Regions from separate parts of the Oryctolagus cuniculus genome. Here region 1 is linked to region 2. The links are chromatin contacts, called in public Hi-C maps. All regions are on one chromosome and are shown on one strand. Each heading gives the region's core, a stretch centred on a gene start, on an enhancer-like site or on the middle of the called end of the contact. The rest is flanking DNA. Distances are from core to core; before and after follow the strand shown.

Region 1 (6,759 bases), core at 3,580-6,079, 73 kb after region 2:
CTTCTTTCTAATGCCAGGATTTTTTGATAACCTCAGCATTATAGGAGCTAGATTTTTAGTAAAATGCTTCATTTGCTCAAAGGCTTATTAGACATCTATCATGTGCCAGGCACAAATTGTGCCCCAAGACTCAACAGTGAACAAGACTCAAAGGAACTTCCAGTTACTTTGGTTCCTACCTACACATTAGGACCACCTGGCGAAGCTTTAAAAAAAGAAAAAATAACAATCGTTCCATCCACTGGCAAATGGATAAATAAAATATGGTATATAGATATATAAAAGGATATTATTAAGCAATAAAAAAAAAGGAATGAGCTGCTGACGCAGCACTCTGGAAGCAGGAGCTGATTCAGGATCTCACAGATCTGCTCAAAAACTGTGAAATATCTACTGATCAATAAACTATTCCCAAAGACTGGGTTTGAATTCTGTAAGTTTTAACACATGTTAATAATAACACTACCACAGATATGTAAAAGCCGTGCATTTCATATGCAAGGCATTTATCCTGCAGATACTGTTGACTGCATGAATGACTTTGAGATATCCTCGCAATAGTAGCTCTAGCATCCAAAGAGGAGGGCAACCCAAACAGGGGTTTTCCGTGCACTGAAGACCCCACTGCTTCAGTAGACGCTGAGGAACGCATCAAAGCATTACAGACCAAAACCCAGGCCACAAAATGCCACGTTCCAATTTTTCACAGAATGTAAGCGAACACAACAGAGATTCGGTATCCCTTTACTCACTGAGCACCCACTGCAGGAAGGACCCCATGCTTAGCAAAGGGAGGGACAGAAACACGAGGCACACACACTGGTCTTGCCATCGAGGTACCAAAAATCTAAGAAGGGAGGCAATACACTGAGTAAGTAACAAGGCTGGGAGGTAATGGGATGGGGGGTGGGGGAAATAAGAGGTACAAAGTGCCAAGGGAAGGGGAGGAATCAGTAGCATTCTCAGGGATCAGAACTTAACTAGAGGGGGGACCATTTGATGTCACAGTTAAGGTACCCCCATGGAGTGCCGGGGTTCAAGCCTGGCTCTGCTCCCAATCCCAGCTTCCTGCTGCTGTACACCCTCAGAGGCAGCAGGCTATAGCCCAAGCAAGTAGTTGGGTCCCTGCCATCCACACTGAAACCCCAATCGAGTTCCTGGCTTTGGCCTGGTCCAGCCCAAGCTATTGAAGGGTGAAACAGTGGATGTGTTTCTTCCTTTCAAATAAATAAATATTAAGAAAGAAAGAAAAAAAAAAACAGAAAAAAATAAACTGGAGACACACTCTTTAAAAAAAAAAAAAACAGCTCTGGGATTTGGTTTAGAGATGATGCTACCAGGCATAGTTCGAGGTCCTCTTCAAAGACTTAGGTTTTCACAGGGAGAGACAGTGAAGAAGTTTTCTAGGTTACAGAAGTGCATGGACAAAGGCAAAATGCTTTATCAATGAAGTTCAGACAAGCAGCATGCGGGTCAGAGGGTGACAGAGTGATGGTCAAGGCTGAGTCCAGGCAGACGAAGCCTGACTTTAGATGAAGGAATCTATGCTTAAATGAGCTGGGAAAAGAATTTGGGGTCTGAGTCTGAGCCCCACCAGATACTAGCTGCAAAGCAGTTGTGAACGTTGCCCAGCCTCATCTGGAGAGGGGGGTGGGGGTATAATAACAGTGTCTGCTTTGATGTTGTTCTGAGAATCAAATGCACTTATAACAGCATCCAGCACATAAAAGTGGAGCAGCTACTGCTGCTGTTGGTAATATTATGACTTATGAATGATATGAGCCACCAGAGGCTTTTCAGCAATATGACAGTACTTCAGGAAAGCACCTGAGCATGGTGTGCTGTGTTAGGACATGGTGTTCAGAAACCCCCTGTAGGCAATGTTGGCGCAGAATTCAGAGACGCCCCCAAGATGCTACAGGGGCAATGGGAAGCACCCAGTGTGAAAGACACTGAGACAAGCATTGGGGTGAGTATGAACGTGGTCTGCAAAGCAGTAACTGGAAAGTCAATTAGAAAGTTTCCAGACGAGAGAGTCGGAAAACTGATGAACGAGGAGATTTAGATAGGGAAGGAATTTGCAGGGCGCCCGTAAACAACTTTCCATGATGCATGGAAGGTTCTTCCAGCTAACAGCCTCCACCTTCCCTGGAGTACCACGCCCCCTCCACTTGCACGGGCACTCCCTGGAGCACTCTTGAAATGGAATTAGCGACTGAGAAAACACACTGCTGCCAAGAAGCACATTATAACCAACACTGTGATTTGCCCACAGCCTCCTGTGGGGAAAAACACGGCAACACCCTCCAAACTGGAATGAAGCGGCAGAAACAGGGGTCTCCAGCTCCTTTCCCCAGCCCCAGGTTACCAGTGCCCCCTGTGGGTGACCAGGCAACGCTTCCCTGGCTTGTCCTCACCCCCCAGCTGCAATGCAAGGGCAGAAAGAGTAGAAAAGCGGTTATTTTCCTAAAAGATGCTTTTGGAATTGGCGTTTCCAACTCTCCCTTGTGTGTAGGGGAACACAGACTTCCAGACTGCCCTAGAGAGACAGGAAGCACTGTTCAGAGCTCATCTGCCACCACAGCTAAAACCAAAGAGATTTCTCCTTAGATTTAAGTGAAAGGATTTCCTTCCGTCCTCTATTACCAGCCCCCAACCCTACCCCAGTCTACCAGGCCCACAAACCACAAACTCAACCACAAAAATCAATGCCAGTAAGAGCCTCAGCAACTCAGCACAGATGCTCAGCATTGGCACGGGGAAGTTTACAGGCCAGCCTCAGATGGTTTTAATATATACTGTATCACAGACACCTGCATAATTAGTTAACCACTCATTAAACAGTAGAGCAAGAGACTTTACAGAGCAGAAGGACCTCCATGTCTGCAGCCAGAAAGACCATTTTCAAAATCCAACTCAGCAATGTACTAAGTCTGGCCAAGGAGCTGAAGTAGGCTTCAGTTTCTTCATCTGAAATCTGCAAACAACCTCACAGGGCTGCCGGTCCCAGACTGCGAAGATTAAAGGACAGAACACGCCCCGAAGCAGCCTGGTACTGTGCGGCCTGCAACATCGTTGCCATTGCTGAAACTGTGTCTCATCATAAAGCAACAAATCTGGTTCTGGCTAAGCCAGAGCTTTTGTTACCAATAAAGCTAAATGTGTATCAGCTGCAACAGTGGGAAAGCATTTAGATTCTTGGAAGTGGCTCAACACAAGAGAGACAAAACGGGCTGCAATCCTAGCGCTCCAGAACCTTGGGAAACCTGGTGAACCTGCTAGCGCCTCCATCTCCCATCCGGTTAAAAATATTCAGCTAACGAGGCTACGGAGATGCTTAATGAGACAAGCTACCCAGAGCATCTAGTGTACACTGTGGGACTCGGGTGCTCAGTCAGTAGTGGTTACTGTTACTTGTGAATTTTCCCAGGAAGGGAAGGCAAAAAATAAATAAAAGGAAGAGGAAGGTGGAAATCAGCAGCAGCTGGGAAACCAGCAGTGTTTCCACGCATCCGCCCCATAAACGGGAACCTCCGCGTGTCAGGCTCCGCGTGGACCCTGGGCTCAGCTGGCAGCAGCACGGATCCAGCCCTGCCCCCCCCCCACCCCCAACCCCCGGCTTCTGTGCTAACAGGCGGTGGGCGGCGAAGGGCCCCAGGATACTACTTCGGAAGCAGCGCTTTCTGCGGGGAGCAGCCCAGCCCAGGCCTGCTCCGCGGCTCTCTCTCCCGACCGCAAAGGACACAGGCTGGGAGACGGAAGCCAGTCCCGCCTTTGGGAGCATCATCTCTGGGCTGCAGTGTAAAATAGGGCATCCGCAAACGCCCCATCCCGGCGCTCCCGCGCGGATCCCGCACACCGGAGGGCCGCCGCTTGGCAGCCGCCTCCCGCTCCCACGGCCAGCAGCGACTTCGGGGCGCCGGGGAGCCCGCAGGGGCGGGTGCGGGAGCGAGCGTCCCATCCTGCCGACGCGGTGAAGCCCCGCGCCGCGCCCAGCGAAACCAGACTCCCGCGGCACCCAGGTCCCCGCGCCCGCTCCTCCTCGAGGCACCAGGCGGCACTCCGGGTCCGGCTCCCAAGACCCTGGAGGTGACCACGAGGGCGGTCTCCCGCTGGCCGGCTCCTCCCGGGCGACAGCAGGCAGACAGAGCCCGCGGAGCCTGCCGGCGCCCCCCGAAAGTGCAGCCCCTCCCAGCCCGCGCCGCCGGGGCGGACGCCCCGCCGCGTACCTGCGCGCTCCGCAGCCGGGGACGCCGCCCAGCGCCCAGGCGCTCCGTTCCGGGCTCCACGCACACACCCGGGAGGAGGAGGCAAACCCGACTCCTCCTGCCGACACTTCCTGCATCGGCCTCAAGAATCGGCGGCGCGGACGACCTCTCGGGCACCGACGGCGGGACCGGAGCCTTGCGCTCGGGTGCCCTGGCCCCGGCCGGCTCGCGGGAGCTGCCGCCGCGCAGCCGGGCTCCTAGGACTTTGCACAGAACTTCTCGGCGCGCGCCGCGGGGCGAGTACGGGAGGGGCCCAGCGAGGGGGCGGGGCCGCATGGGGGCGGGGCCGCATGGGGGCGGGGAGACCCAACTCTTACCAATCAGGAGTCGTCCCCGGGGAAGGAGGTGGGGCGATGCGCAGGGAAGAGGCCGCCAGAGTCAGTGACGCATCCCGGGAGCTGGGAGCCCGGGATTTGGGACCGGTTGGAGGGGTGGCGGGAGCCGACAGCCGCTGCGGGGCTGGGGAGGGGGCCCGGGGCGGCCTTAAGCGACGTGTGCGTTTCCGGGCCGCGGGAGGGGCTGGTGGACGGAGGCGGTGTCGGGGCGCACGTGTCTCCCCGCGAGCAGGGGCACGCGACCTTCGTGAGGAAGTCGGACGGCGACCAAGGGTCGGCACCGGAGAGGAGCTGACCGGGGCACGGAGGCCGCGGGCCCTCGAGAGCTATCAACGGATTAGAACCTGGGGCTGGGGAGAGGAGGGAGGCGCGGTTCGCTCTCGGGGCCTGGGGCCGCCGGCGCCCCCTGGTGGTCGGGCAGGGCTACGCCCGCTCGCTCCCCGGCCGCCTGGGGTCTCCGCTGCCAGCGCCAGCAGCTGACGGCCCGAGGTCCCCAGCGGAACGGAGCGCTCGCTGGGCGAGCGCCGCGGCTTCCAGAGCTAGCCGGCTCCCTGCGCTCGGAGTAGGCGGGAGCGAGGAGCCCCCGAGACAAGGGTGTTGAGGGCTTCTCGGCGGAGGTGGCGTCCTGCCGCATTCCTGAGCCTGGGAACGGCAATGCCAGGTGTCCACGGCCCTGGAGGCCCCTGTGGCGCCCCGAGCACCGGCCCCGGGGCCAACCGCCCCTCTGCGCGGCACGAGACGCATATCCAGCCTGCAGAGTGACCCCTGACTAAGGTTCCGGGAGCTGTCGGCCTAGCTGTGCCATGCACGCAGCTCTGGCTTTTTGGAAGCATCCGAGGGGCGGTGGGGTTCTCACGCGGCGTGGGCTCGCGGAGAACCGCGCGGGAGTAGCTGTCAGGCGGACCCCAGCTACCGGCCGACGTTCCCGGCTTTGCGTGCGCTCCCGCGGTCTGATTTCTTCCTCCTTAGATTCTCCTAGGCAGTTCTCCGAAACCAGAGCCTGAAATCCGAACGCACACTACAGGCGGGGGTTGGTGGTCCCACCCGGCAGCCCCGCCTTGGCGTTTTCTTCCTCGGTGGGAGCTGTGCGTATTGGGGCGGTGCCACGCCTCCGGGAGCAGGGGGACCGCGCCGCGCCTTCTCGTAGTCTCATTTCCCCTTCTGTTCCGAAAGAAGCGCCCAGGCTTTCCAGCTCCTACAATCGGAAGCGGACAGAGTGGTGGTGGGGGTGGGTAATCAAAGTTGAAGCCCACACAGAGCTAATTATTCTTGAAAGAAGCTTGTCAATGCCCTAAAATTAGCTTCCTCCTGAGAGTTTTATTTTAAAGCCACCATCTGAATGTCTGTGAGAGCAGCTCAGCGGGGCTGTGGAGGGAGTTTCACTCCAAGAGTGAAGAAGTACCTTCACCTCCGGCCACGTCCCGGCTGGCTCTGGGCGTCCTCAGCTTCGGGCATGCCTGGGAGGTGAGCGGGTGCTGCCTGGCTTTGAGGGTGGTGTGTGGGCCTTCCCGAGCTCACCCTTCCTTACCTGTACAACCAGACAGTAGCTGTACCTGTCGGGCAATAGGCAGAGTCTGACCATCTATGGGAGAACAAGGGCCAGGTGGCCTGACTCCCTCCGAGGTAACTCTGTCAGGCGGGTGGGTGTACCGGTCTTCTAGTATGGTGATTTCTGTGCGGGATAGTTCGTCACTTTATCAATCGCTTTATTTTTTAGATTTATTTATTTGAAAATCAGAGTTACACAGAGAGAGGAGAGGCAGAGAGAGAGAGAGAGAGGTCTCCCATCCAATGGTTCACTCTCCAGTTGGCTGAAACGGCCGGAGCTGTGCTGATCCAAAGCCAGGGGTCAGGAGCTTCTTCCAGGTCTCCAACGTGGGTGGAGGGGCCCAAGGACTTGGGCCATTTTCTGCTTTCCCAGGCCATAGCAGAGAGCTGGATCAGAAGTGAAGCAGCTGGGTCTTGAACCAATGACCATATGGGATGCCAGCACTTCAGGCCAGGGCGTTAACCCGCTGTGCCACAGCACTGGCCCTATCAATCCCTTTAATAGCATGGGGGAGTGGGGTGAACCAAAGCTCAGAAAACTCCAGCACCTTGACCATAAGCATACCGCTGTGAGCGGCCAGAGGCTGGGTCTCCCATCCTGTTGGCCA
Region 2 (7,720 bases), core at 127-2,626:
TGACACCACAGCGTCTAGTCATGTGTGCCCAGGTGTGGCTGTTGCTACTAAGGAACTGGATTTTAAGTGGTCCCCCTTTCTCCAGCTGTGGCTCGAGTGTCGGAGGAACATCATTACAGCCTGTGCTCCGGGACAAGGGAATCTGCCTCACTTCCCTCACCCACAGGCTCATCAGTAGGGTGGCGTGGAAACTGCCCACCAATGCAGATAAGAAAGCAGCAGTATCTACAGGAGTACAGGGAACCCACCCACACTGGGCATCCCAGCTGTGCTGTGGTTCCCCCACCACAGTGACGTGCACCAACCCACACAAATCGGACTGGCTGGAAATGATGGTGGTTGTACCATGAAGATGCCCTCCGGTTTCTCCCCACCTCGCTTTCTCTTTTTTGAGAAAACCAGATAAGCAACTCTGGTTAGATGACTTGGAGGAAGGGAGGGAAGAAGGAACAGTTCTGAGGGGGTAGAGTGGCTGCACCCACAATTGTAACTGTATGCCTTTGCTCGACCATTGAAGCCAGGAACACATTCCACCTATTACACACAAGAACCAGTTATCCACAGTCTGTGTATCCCACAGCAGCAGCCAGTGGTCTTGATTTATATGGGTCCTCCTCCTGGCCCCTCCTGTCCTCCATGGTAAGGAGTGTACATCAGAGCAAAGCCTTCAGAAATTTGATTTGCAAGTTCATGAGATCAAGGATTATCAGGCGTCCTACAGACCGAGCTTGTGAGCATATACACACATAGAGAGTTCCATCCGTTTGGGGTAACTCCTCATTCAAGTTCTGACTTCTGTGATAGTGCTTAGTAAGACAAGAGACACAGTCAGCTTCCACGTTGTGCACCTGCAGACATGGCCCTTCCTGCAAACAGCAGCTCAGAAAGTCCAAGGTACTAGATCTCACACCCGGAAACTAAAGGTGCTGCCCTGGAGCAGACTTACTCAAGATGTGTCCTGCTCAACACCAGTGGCACAGGGCTCCAGGAGGAGCTTGCGGGGAGGGGACCGGACCCCTGAGAGCTGTCATCTCTGGGTACACTGGAAAACACTGTGCAATACCCAGTAGCACATTGAATGCGCTGAGAAATCCTGCAGTTAAACAGCAGCAGCAGCAGCAGCAAAATCCAGACCTGCAGGCTTTGTTGAACCCGTTCCAAAGCCATGCCACACCAGACGCCAATTTCTGAGGCAAGTCTCACCCACTGAAAACATCCGTTCAGCCTGTCCCGCCCAGCTTCCACACTCAGCCATGTTAGGAGCCCATGAAATGACTTCCTCTCTTCCACTCAGAGGTTGCTTGATCTGTGATGTGCCTCGTGAACTTCGCAAGCACAGTCCCCATTTCCGGGCTATGAATCAGCCTTGCGGCAGTCGCCAGTAAAAACACCTGGGCACTCTCTGTTGACAGCTTCACGCCCGAGAGGTCTGCAGAGCCGTGAGAAACCACGACCATGCACCAATACCACAGCCAAGTCCACTGACTAGGATCTGCTTCCTGTTGGACCCCACCCTCGCCCGGAGGGCCACCCCCGCCCCCCACCATGGTCACGCCTTCCTCCACTCCCCACAGTCCCCTCTCCACCTGCTCTCTGGAGTTGACTACTCTGACTCGATCCTTTCTATTTCAGTCTGTAATTATCGTCAGGAGGAAACATCTGGGTGAAAAAACATGCCGAGAGAGAGAGAGAAGGGAGAGAACGAGAGCAAGCAAGCGAGAGCATGAATTGATTTTAAACTAAGTTAGCTAAAGTACCCCCAAAAATCTCATGGAAAAGACCTTGGTAATTAAATATTCACACAGTTGTTAATGTGGGCTTACTCAGAAACATAAGTACAGGCAACTAGCATTACATTTATCCAAGAATACAAGACAATGGGATAAAAATTTAGTATCCATTTAACAGTTGCTCACTGAGCACTTCCTGTTGGTCCAGGCAGGGCCTGTGCTTGCAAAGTTCACACTGGAGACAGAGCAGTGAACTACATCTGCAACAATACACCACAAACCTTTGCTCAGAACATACTGGAAAACTCAGCAATACCAGTCTGCGTGCCAACCTTACAATGGTTTCTAAATGCACATAGGCTGACTCTAGGGAATCCGAGGTATAGCACAAGGCACAAGGAAAGCCCCTGCATCAACAAGAAAGTCATGTACTTCCCAGGCACCAGCCTGGATGCTCAAATCCTACCTAATTCACAGGTTTATCCTTGGACTTGGTGACAGAGCCAGCGATCAGACTTCCGGAATACAGCTGATTGCACCCAAGTCCATCCCCTTTCACACAAACAGTGATGCCAGACCTGAAGCATTCCTAACATGACCTCACTGGGACAGAGAAAAGGGACCACAAAGCACACAGGCCAGAATGGTGGACAGAAACATCAGATCCAAAAACAATCCTGTCAAATTTGATGATTTCAAAAGTTGTAACACAGCTGTAGGAAGCAAGACAATGTGCATGGGTATCAAAATAGGAATAAGAATACGGAAATCAATCCCTCACAAGTAGACGAATACAGGAACTAACCCATCACAAGTAGAACAACACAGGAACTAACCCCTCACAAGTACAGTCAACTCATTTTTGACAACAGTGCCAAGACAACTCAGCGGGGAAAAGAACAGTCATCCCAACAAGGACAACTTGGTATCTGCATGCAACAGGGTGAAGGTGGGCCTGCCTGCCTCACACCATATATAAAAACTAACTCAAGGGGCCAGCTCCGTGGCGCAGCAGGTTAATCCTCAGCCTGTGGCGCCAGCATCCCAAATGGGTGCCAGTTTGAGTCCCGGCTGCCCCTCTTCCAATCCAGCTCTCTGCTATGGCCTGGGAAAGCAGTAGAAGATGGCCCAAGTGCTTGGGCCCCTGAACCCACATGGGAGACCAGGAAGAAGCACCTGGCTCTTGGCTTTGCTCGGCGCACTCCGGCCATTGCAACCATCTGGGGAGTGAAAAAATGGAAGGAAGACTTTCTCTGTCTCTCTGTCTGCAACTCTACCTCTCAAATAAATAAATAAATCTTTAAAAACAAAACAAACAAACAAAAAAAAACAACTAACTCAAGGAGCCAGCACTGTGGCATGGCAGGTAAAGCTGCCGCCTGCAGTGCCGGCATCCCATATGGTGCCGGTTCGAGTCTCGGCTGCTCCACTTCTGATCCAGCTCTCTGCTATGGCCTAGGAAAGCAGTGGAAGATGGCCCAAGTCCTTGGGCCCCTGCACCCATATGGGAGACCTGGAAGAAGCTCCTGGCTCTTGGCTTAACATCAGCACAACTCTGGCCATTGCAGCCGTCTGTAGAATGAAATGGCAGATGGAAGACCTCTCTCTTTCTCTGCTTCTGTCTCTCTGTAACTCTGCCTTCCAAATAAATAATCTTAAAAAAAAAAAAAAGGTAATCCAAGAAGGACTGAAAATCTGAATGAGAGCTAAAACTGTAAAACTCTTAGAAGAAAATAGGGCTAATGTTACCTGAACTTGGGTTAAGTAATGGTTTCTTAGATATAACCCCCAAACTATAAGCCACAAAGGGAAAAGCTAAACAGGCTTCATCAGTATCAAAAACTTTTATGTTTCAATGGACAATACTGAAAATAGGAAAAGACAACCTACAGGAGAAAATATTTGTGAAGGATCTAGTATCTAGAATATATAAGGAACTCTCATAACTCAACATCAAAAACAAACCCTATTTTTAAAATGACCAAATAACTACAACAGTTATATTTCTAAAGAAGACATACAAATGGTCGATAACTACATGAAAAACAAAATGCTCAACAGCATAAACCAGAAGGAATGCAAATCAAAACCACAGTGAGATACTACCTCATACTTGAGGATGGCTACAATAAAAAATTATTTAGTGAGTCATTTATTAATTAGCAGACAATAGCCAAGTGTGACTGAGCTTGTGAGAGACCAGAACCTTCCCACATTTTAGTGGGAATGTATACTTTGGAAAACAGGATAGCAGTTACTCAAAATGTAAACTTGGAGTTATCATGTGACCCGGTAATTCTGACCCTAGACATACACCAATAGCCAAAAAGTGAAAAAATTCAAATCGACTGGTGAATGGATAAATAAAAAGTAAAATATAAAGACAATGGAATACTACTCAGCTACAAAGAGTAATCAAGTACTGAGTCACGTGACAAAATAACTCTTGAAAACACACAGCGAAGCAAAGGAAGCCAGAGTTTAAAAGGTTATGGAATTCCATTTACACCAAGCATCCAGAATTAGCAAATCTATAGAGACAGAAAGTAGATTAGCATTTGCCAGGGCCTGGAAACAGGAGGAAATGGAGGAAGCTATGGATTTCTTTTTAGGGTTATAGAAATTAGACAGTGGTAATGGTTGCATAATCTTGTGAATATATTAAAAAATCACTGACGTACACATTCTAAAAGAGTAAATCATGTGGTGTATGAATTAGATCTCACTTTTTAAAAATCCCTTGAAAATGCCAACAGGAAAGTTTCAAAACACCCCATCAGGACTGCTTTAAAATAGTACGTTCAATTGCAAGTAAATGAGCAAAGGAACCCCAGCACAGGAGCCAGTCAGCCCAGATCAGCACTTAATGCTTCAGAATCTGCATCATCCACTGAGCTCATGCAAAGCAAAGAGTGAAACAGCCAAAGTCAGAGGTCAAAGTCAACTCCACCACGTGGCAAACCCATACCAAGACGACCAGACTTGCCGGCCCTGGCCTCCACATTCCGTCTCTAGATCTCTCACGCATCATGGGGACGCCTCATGTGAGTGGCTGCTGAGACAATCACATCCAGAAATGAAATCTGGAGTCTTTTAAAGTCTCAGAGACATTTTGCTACCCGGGGAGGCAGCACTAGCTTAGCTCTCTGAAGGCTATCCATGGAATCAGCGGGTCTAATTAAAATCCATACAGAAAAAGCCAATTCTGAATGTGATGTTAAAGCCACCTTCACACTCCAAGAACAGCGGTTGGTCTCTGATCTGTATGTCTGTGTTACATGGAGCAGTGACTCAGCCCTTATCTTTTTAAGTTATACCTCTAATTCTCAGAAATACCATTAGGTAGCATAAAATATTCACACGCATGTACGGCCATAATCACACACACTCATCAAACATCACTCATCAAAAAAAAACACAAGCTAATAAAAAGCCTGAACTCTACTGCCTGCTGTCCAAAGAGCAAGGTAAGGAGAGCAAACACACGCAACTTCTACTTTTGGGAGACTGAGTTCCAAACGGTCATTGTAAACCAGCTGTCTGACCCTACGCAACACCCACTTTGTCACAGGAGCGTGTGTGTGTGAGCGCGTGGCCAGCCATGAGCGCCCTCAAAGGAAAGTGCAGACCACACATCTTCTAGGGGAGATGGCTTCAGAGTTCCACTCCAGCTGCAGCATCAGGGCCTTGCCCGGTACCATCCTGCCCCAGGAGTCCAACACGGGTGGGCAAGCACAGGGCCTGGTCCTCACGGGGCATCGCGCCTGCTCCCATCAGGACACACAGACCCTTCACAGGGGTCTCGGAAGCCTGGGAGGGACTGAGGCCTTCTACTATTCTCTCAACGTTCTACTTTGGGTACATTTCTGCCTATGCGGCAATGAAGGCAAACAAAAGAGCTTCCAGGCTGGGATTTTCAAGAGAAGCCAAGTTGCTGGGTTTTTCAGAGGAAAGAAGCGCAACAAGTAGCTTAGGGGATGTCAGTGACTTCCCAAACTTCTTAGCATCTCCTCCGGCTGGGGAAGTCTCCTCTTTCACCCCTATCTTGTCCTACACCCAGCAAAGAGCCCAGCCCACGGCCGCCGCCTCCGAGTACTCGTGGAGTCTCCATACTGCTCACACCTTCAGAGCTCAGACTCCAGAGCCAGTGAGGCAGGCGTGTCCTTGCCAGCGGTGTGACCTGAGCACAGCAATCTGCCTCTTCATTCCCTCAACGGGGACCAGGTCCCTCCCAGGGAGTTAGGTGGTTGGGTGACCAGGGCGGGAGGGAAATCACCTTGGCAGTCCATCCCTGATGCTTGTAGAGTGTGTTTCCACAAACACGGGTCTCTCATGAAGCCAATTAGAGAGAAAATACATCATGCGGTCCATCATGACACGAAACCCCACGTGGGAGCAGAGCAGTGCTTACGAGTACACAACGCCAGGCCACCCTCCCGGGGCCCTCTGCCCCATCTCTCTGCCCTGCCCCCTCTGGCCTCCTTCTGGCCCAACCCCCTGCTTCTGACCCACACGGCCTTGCAACCAACTCCCTTCACTGTGTTGAACCCCCCAGCAAAGCTTCTGGTCTTCAGGTCAAGGATCGCTGCCCACCCCTGGTCCCTGCAACCCCCAGCACCCAGGGCAAAGTGATGGATCCCATTTCTTGGGGATACTGCAGGGGTCAGTTCAGAACGCAAAGCAAGCCTCTGACCTCAGAGCCAATGCAACATGTATAACGAAAAGCAAGTTTGATTTAAGTAAAAAACTAAACCTGCCATAAGCATGACTGCTAGGACAACCTCTCCCCACCCCCAACACCCACGAGATCAGAGATGCGCGGTGAGAAAACCCACCTCACTGCAAAGTGCTTCTTTATTTCTATCTACTTGAAAGGCAGAACAACAGAGAGAGATCTTCCTTCCACTGATTTATTCTTCAAATGTCTGCATCAGCTGGCGCTGGGCCAGGCACAGCCAGGGGACCAGGAACTCCATCCAGGTCTCCTATGTGGGTGACAGGGGCCCAAGCACTAGAGCCATCAACTGCTGACTCCCAGCTACATGAACAGGAAGTTGGACTGGAAGTGGAGTAGCTAGGACTCCAAGGGGCACTCCGATAGGAGACGCAGATGTGCTGAGAGGCGGCTTACCCTGCTGTGTCACATCATCCACTCCCATCTCACTGTAAGAACAGTAGATCTGGAGCTGGTGCTGTGGCACATCAGGTAAAGCCGCCACCTGCAGTGCCAGCATCCCATATGGGCGCCAGTTCGAGTCCCAGCTGCTCCATTTTCAATCCAGCTCTCTGCTGTGGCCTGGGAAAGCAGTAGAAGATGGTCCAAGACCTTGAGCCCCAAGTCCTTGGGAGACCCGGAAGAAGCTCCTGGCTCCTGGCTTCGGATCAGCCCAGCTCTGGCAGTTGTGGCCATCTGGGGAGTAAACCAGCGGATGGTTCTCTCTTTCTCTTTCTCTGCCTCTCTGTAACTCTGCCTTTCAAATAAATAAATATTAAAAAAAAAAAAAAAAGATCTAACTCTAGAAGATGGTTTCTATCAACTGATCAACTGTGATGGATTAGCTCTCTAGAGAGGGTGGCACCGGGCCTTTCCAGGAACACGGGTTTGCAGGTTGTCTTGGCAGAGCGGGGTTCAGCAGGTCCGCCCTTATCACCGGCTCCTGGGTGAGCAGCTCCTCTCCTCTGCACCCAGCTCCCAGGAGCAGCCTCTCTCAAGGTGGGCCAGTATGCAGGTGTGCCCTGTGCCTCCCTGGACCCTGGAGTGACTCCAAACCTAAGGCAGCCTCTGCGCTGACCCAGCTGAACAGAGACAGACAACACACATGAGACAGAGACAAGCAAACAACAGACATGCAAAGGGGGCAGGCCCCTGGGGGTGGGCAGCCTGGTGGGGAGGAGGGAGCCCTGTGGGACCTCCTGCTGGCCATGTCCTAGCCTCTCCCAAATCAAAGCTGTGCTTCCTCTTGTCTGCCTGCGGCTACAGGAGCCATGCC

What was found. Hi-C and Micro-C count contacts between places; a contact is called where the count stands out from the background.
Region 1: a Hi-C map of an unstated tissue shows a contact between it and region 2, with 2.7 times the contacts expected there. The contact joins the promoter of OSBPL3 here to the enhancer-like site in region 2. A contact is called at or near these places in 2 of 6 Hi-C or Micro-C datasets (ear pinna and an unstated tissue).

Annotation. Positions count from the first base shown.
Region 1 is chr16:16,815,296-16,822,054 of mOryCun1.1, forward strand. OSBPL3 (oxysterol binding protein like 3) reads right to left here and starts at 4,830. Exons shown (of 23, transcript XM_051852838.2): 1 at 4,586-4,830.
Region 2 is chr16:16,745,650-16,753,369 of mOryCun1.1, forward strand. The region is part of intron 1 of OSBPL3 (oxysterol binding protein like 3); the gene reads right to left. Among named protein-coding and RNA genes, the nearest start is that of OSBPL3, 71 kb to the right of the region's middle. Within about 2 kb of position 1,377, at least 1 of the 8 cell types and tissues checked has an H3K27ac peak or open chromatin away from gene starts, as enhancers often do.